2 separate regions of the Pan troglodytes genome follow, and region 1 is linked to region 2. A link is a contact called in public HiChIP or PLAC-seq data. All regions are on one chromosome and are shown on one strand. The core of a region is the stretch at or near the end of the contact, and the rest is flanking DNA. Distances in the headings are between cores, read along the strand shown.

What was found. HiChIP or PLAC-seq counts read pairs in DNA pulled down with a chosen protein or histone mark.
Region 1: a contact with region 2 is called in an H3K4me3 HiChIP or PLAC-seq map of stem cell-derived excitatory neurons, with 2.1 times the contacts expected there. The contact joins the promoter of ZNF664 here to the promoter of EIF2B1 in region 2. A contact is called at or near these places in 1 of 7 Hi-C or Micro-C datasets (stem cell-derived neural progenitor cells) and 1 of 1 datasets of contacts at active chromatin or transcription factors (stem cell-derived excitatory neurons).

What each region holds. Positions count from the first base shown.
Region 1 is chr10:130,795,090-130,797,806 of NHGRI_mPanTro3-v2.0_pri, forward strand. ZNF664 (zinc finger protein 664) reads left to right here and starts at 1,392. Exons shown (of 5, transcript XR_010147852.1): 1 at 1,392-1,469; 2 at 2,400-2,534. CCDC92 (coiled-coil domain containing 92) reads right to left here and starts at 1,213. Exons shown (of 5, transcript NM_001279803.1): 1 at 1,026-1,213.
Region 2 is chr10:130,454,848-130,457,943 of NHGRI_mPanTro3-v2.0_pri, forward strand. It overlaps EIF2B1 (eukaryotic translation initiation factor 2B subunit alpha), which reads right to left and starts at 1,556. Exons shown (of 10, transcript XM_016924561.4): 1 at 1,330-1,556; 2 at 438-539. The coding sequence starts at 1,342. GTF2H3 (general transcription factor IIH subunit 3) reads left to right here and starts at 1,509. Exons shown (of 14, transcript XR_010147841.1): 1 at 1,509-1,656.

The DNA.
Region 1 (2,717 bases), core at 142-2,641, 340 kb after region 2:
TTGTTATAAAACCGACTACTGCAACCTAAGCTATAAAGCACGGTTATATTTTCTCTCTGGCCGCCTAATTTTCCTTAGTGGACTAGATCGTACTGCTAAATACCAAAACTTGAAATGAAACCATACAGGTCAGCATGAAAACCTAAGTTAGAGAAACTCCCTCGCCGTAGCAGACGGCAGCCCAGTAGCCAAGCCTGGAGCTCTGCTGCGTTTGTGCATTCTGCTCCGTTTCACGAATCACAGGCAAATCGTTACTCAGAGTAAACTAAAGCCGCATCAAAGCTTCAGGAAGGGGCTGGCAGGTAGTGTACTTACGGAAAGGCTACCAGGACGGGAGGCGATACAACTTGTCAGGGAGGGTCTCTAAGGTTCCCCGGGTGGTAACAAGCATTTAAAAAGGCGATGTGGATTCAGACGGCCTCCTCCCCACAGCATCCCAGACAAAGCCGGGCTAGGCCCCGGGGCGCTCCTGGTGCACCTGCAATGCGGATCCCTCGCCCTGCGATCCCACCCCGGGGCAGACAAGAGCGCCCCGGGACCGGCCTCTCCTCCCCCTTGGCACTGGGGTGGGCGCGCGCCGCGGCCGGTCCGCACCCTGGACTGGAGCCCGGGCCGGGGAGCCCCCTCCCCAGAAAGGGCCGGCGGACCCCGCGGGGGCGGGCGCGGGGGTCGCCGAGCCTCAGGGACCCTCTTGCCCCGACTCCGCCGTCTCCCGAGTTGCCTTCGCCCGGGGCCACCCCTGCCCCTGGGGGAGCTAACGTGGCTCCCAAGCCCCGGAGGTGGGGCAGGAGGACCCTGTCCCCCGTCTCCCGGCAGGGAGGGTTTTTAAAGTCTTCGCCACGAACTCCCGTCCCTGCCCGGCCCCTCCGCCCCTGCCCGGCCCCTCCGCCCCTGCCCGGCCCCTCCGCCCCTGCCCGGCCCCTCCGCCCCTGCCCGGCCCCTCCGCCCCTGCCCGGCCCCTCCGCCCCCGCCGGCGCTGCCAGGTGAGCGGAGCCGGACTCGACACACCCCGGGCCCCGCCTCACCTGCGGGCGCCGCCGTCGCGTTCCTTCAGGCGGCTGCCCTCTTAGGCTCGGTCCTCCCGGCGGGCGGCGGCGGGGGCCCGTGGCCCATGGGCTGGGCGGGGCGCGGCGGGCGGGGCTGCCTGGGCTCGGGCGCTGCCCGGGACGGGCCGCCGAGGGAGGTCAGTGGGCACCGCCCGCCCGGCGCATCTCGCCCGCTCCCACCCGAGCGCTAGCCGCGGTGCACCCTGGGAGCGGGGCCGGCGGCGAGGCCTGGCCGCGCTGACCCGGCGGGCTAGGCGCCGGCGCGGCGGCGGGTCTGTGTCTGCCGAGCTGGGCGGGGGCGGCGCGCCGATATTCACTTGGCGAGGCCGGGCTACGCCCCCTTCCGCCCGGCTGTGGCGGGGCAGAGGCGAGGGCCGAGGGGAAGGGAGGGTCGGGCCCGCGGGACGCAGGCGCACAGCTCAGGTGCGGCCGCACTGCGGTTGCCCTGGGTAACGCGGCCCGGAGTGGGGGGGCGCGGGGAGGAGCGAGGGAGGCGAGCGGGAGCGCGCGCGCGCCGGGCGCTGGGGTGGGGGATGGCCGGGCCCGACCGGGCCGGGGCTGGGGGGCGGGGGCGGAGGCGGGCGGTGGGGGCGCGGGCCGGGTGGCCGCGCATGCGTGCGGCCCCCGCTCCCCCGGGGCTCCCCGGCCTCGTGCGTGCGCACGCGCGCTGTCCCCCGGAGGCGTCTGGGTGTGCGGAGCGCGCGCGCGCGCGGCTCGGAGGCGCACCTGTGAGGTGTCCCTGAGGAGAGGGAGGTGGGTGCGCGGCGCCCGCGGCCTGGGGCGCTGACTCCCCTCACTTGGAGTGAGTTCTCGGCGGCCGGGCTGCAGTCTTTCTTTCTTTCCCGGAGGGAGGCGGGGGCCGGGGGCCAGGGAGCGGGCTAGGGGTGGGAAGGAGGTGGAGTGGATTAAAGAAAAGAAAAACAACCCATCCCGGAGGATGGGCCTCGGGCCGGCCCGGCCCTTGGGGATGGCGGGGAAGGTCAGAGCGGCTCCGCGCAGCCTGGCGGGTCCCGGGCTGAGAAGCCGCCCCTCGGGCCTCGGGCGGTCGGCCGCGGGCCCGCAGTGCGGGGGAGCGGGGCCGGGGGGCGCAGATGGCGGCCGGTGCGAGCGAGGGCTGGGCAGCGGGCAGGGCGAGGCCGGGCGAGGCCCCTCGGGAGCCGGACTCCCGAGCCAGGCTCCATTGTTGTTGGAGCCGAGGGAAGGGGGAGCGCTGCCGCCCTCGTCGCCCGTGGAGCCGCGCCTTGGAGCCCTTCCAGGCGGGTCCCGGGAGAGGCGGTCATGGCCGCGCCAGGGGACCGGGGAGCCGGGCGGCTGCGGAGGAGCCGGCTGCATGGGGTGCTGTGTGTTTTTCAGGGCGCCCTGCGTCCGGCAGAGGAGGCGAGCATCCCGCTCAGGTGATGAGGAACCCCTCGCGCACCCAGCGCAGAAGGCTGCTGCCGCCGGACGCCTCCATTGTTTGACCACAACAAGGGCCGGATTCTCACCCAGGTAAACTGGCTGCCGGCGCTGTCCACCTCCCTCTGACTCCCGCCTCCGCAGGCGTTCTCACCCCTTCCAGGACTCGACTGCAGTTTTCTCACTGTCCCCGGCTTCTCATGAACTCCGTATACCCCCCTCCCAGACATTTTCCCGTCCGGATCCATCTCTCCGCCACATCACCTCTCATTTCCC
Region 2 (3,096 bases), core at 306-2,805:
GAGGCAGAGGTTGCAGTGAGCCGAGATTGTGCCATTGCACTCCAGCCTGGGAGACAAGAGCAAAACTCTGTCTCAAAAAAAACAAAAGGCCGGGCACAGTGGCTCACGCCTGTAATCCTAGCACTTTGGGAGGCCAAGGTGGGCAGATTGCCTAAGCTCAGGAGTTCGAGACCAGCGTGAGTAACATGGTGAAACCCTGTCTCTAAAATACAAAAAAATTAGCCGGACAAGGTGGTGCATACCTATAATCCCAGCTACTCAGGAGGCCAAGGCAGGAGAATTGCTTGAACCCAGGAGGCGGAGGTTGCAGTGAGCCAAGATTTCGCCACTGCACTCCAGCCTGGGCGACAGAGTGAGGCTCCGTCTCTTTAAAAAAAAAAAAAAAAAAAAAAGACTTTCCTAAGTCCCAGAGTGTTAACAGATGACTCTCTATATACCTTTATCTCTCTTCAAGAACTCCAGCAACGTCCGGATGGCAGCCACTGCTGAGGCCATGTCAGGATCTTCTTTCATCTGAGACTTAAAGTATTCAATTAACTCTGGAAAAAGGGAAAAAAGTGATTCATCTCATTCATTTAGCAGCTTATAAGGCAAGAGAGCTTGTTAATGACTGTTGACTTTAAGAAGCAAACAATTTAAAAAATACTTTCTTTCTAGGGTATTTGGTTTCAGGGATGCAATAAATGTTGATGGGAATAGAGAAAATACCACTTTGCTGTTTGCAAGAGCTCTTTTTTATTTTGAAAAAGCTACTGGTGTGCAAGGCCTAAAAATTAAGCCCGAGTAAATGATGACGAAAAGTCTTTCTCTCTTCAGCATCTTTGGTCCTAAAATCTGAGAGGATCCCAGAGTCAACCATCTTGCCAATTTCTCCTGCACCCCTCCAGACAGTCTATGCTAATACATGTCTATTCACATACACATATATGTTACAAATATTATACATGGAGTTCCACCCACTCCCCTTTATTTCTTTACATGAAAAGTGTATTAGTTTGCCCTTGTTTTTCACTTAATAACCATACTAGATGAGCACATCAAATATGCCTTATTCATTCTAATTTTAATGACAGATCCAACAAGGCAGGAAGGAGACTGGCACTGGGAAGGAGCGTATGTGTGGGAGGGATGCCTGCAGATACTGCCAGGGCGCATCCCTGAAAACAAGAGCAGCGCGAGGGATTTAGTTGTGACTCTGGAAACACAACCAGCGGAGCAGCCTGAAATTCAAAAGAAATCTCTTCGGGAGCTCAGCCTGGATGTGAGAGGTTGGGGGGACCCCTGAATGGCGCTGCTGTAGCCTAGCAGCCCTGGCCTGTCTTGATTTACCCTTGTCGTCCATGGCGTCCTCCTGCTGCGGAGCCCCAGGGGACCCGAGCCGCCCGCGCTGTCTCGAACGGGTCCGCCGGCCGCGCCGCCTGCGAGCCAGTCTGACAGCGCGCTGCACACCTCCGCACCCCACTTCCGGCGCACTTCCGTACCCCTCTTCCGGCGCACCCCCGCACTCCACTTCCGCAGATTAGGGGGCTGGCACGAGTCAAAGCACCTTGTGCGTCACTTGGCGGCGCCGGACGTTGGGCTGCGCAGGATTTGAGACGCTCCCCTGACCACCACTTGCTCTGCGCTGAGGTGCTGGGACAGCCATGGTTTCAGACGGTGAGGACCCTGCAGGGCGGGACTTCGACTCCAGGGCTCGGCGGTCTCGGTCTGGCTACGACTGGCCAGATGGAATGTGTCTTTTGGGCTGGATAGAATCCGTTTGGTCTTTAGAGGAGTAGCCAAGGCATTCAGTCATTCATTCAGTAAATAGTTTTGGATCGCCTCCTGTGTACAGGCATTATTTTCTGGATTTTAGCAGAGATCGTTGACAGACAGGGGCCTTAGTGGAGGTTACAGTCTAGTGGGTGAAACAGATGACAATAAATAAAAATAATTTCGGCGGGGTCGCACCCCGGTGGATTAGGCCTGTAATCCCAGCACTTTGGGAGGCCGAGGCGGGAGAATCGCTTCAAGCCGGGAGTTCGAGACCTGCCTGGGCAACACAGCCAGACCCCATCTCTACAAAAAAAAAGAAATATTAGCCGGGCGTGGTAGCGCGTGTCTGTGGTCCCAGCTACGCGGGAGACTGAGGCGGGAGAATCACTTGAGCCCAGGAATTCGAGGCTTCAGTGAGCTATTATGGCAGCACTGCACCCAGCATGGCCGACAGGGCATGACCTCGTCAATAAAAAATTAAAAAATAAATTATTTTTCAAAGGATGAAAAGAGCTATGAAGATGATGTAATAGTACGGTCCTAGTTACAATACTACATTGTGACTAGGATTGAGAAGGAGCTGTTTTAGATAGGGGCCTAGGAAAAGTGCAGGATATTGAAACCGACTTGAATGATTGTGTGAAGTTCTGGGGGAAGTGCACTTTAAGTGCATGGGCCCTGTGGCAGATTGAGCCACCAAGTTACACTGAGAAGGGAGAAATGGAGAGCTTGCGGGTAGAGGATGGTGGGGAGACTCATTCATACATTAAACTACCACATACAGAGTCAGATGTCTTGAAGAAAAAGGAGGCTAGAGGGATGAGATCAGAGAACCAGCCAGTTTCAGGTCATGCAGGGCCTTATTGGCCGTGATAGAGAAGTTGGCCTTTATTTTTAGGTGCAATACAAAGACATTGTAGAGTTTTAAGCCAGAAAGTGTTATGATCTGGTTTGCAATTTTAAAAGATCACTGTGGCTGTTGTGTGGAAAATGGACTGTGGGGAGCAAGAATAGAGATAGGGGAGTCCTTTCAGGAACTGTAATAATTGTCTATCCTCTCTTAATTGATGTGAAACCATACCACAACCCTGTGAGGGAGGCAGGCCTGGCATTGCTCCTGTCTACAAATGAGGTAGCGAACTAAAGAAGGAAATTCACAGGGACATTGCATGTGTATAGATGCACACCTTTCTTTACAGGCAACGCTTTTTCTGTCTGGCAGACACAGTTGTATTAAGTGCTTCTGTCCTAGGTGCTTTGTTGTGTGATTTACACATTTTTTTGTTTTGTTTTTCTATTAAAAAAGAAAAAAAGTGGCTGGGCACAGTGGCTCACGCCTGT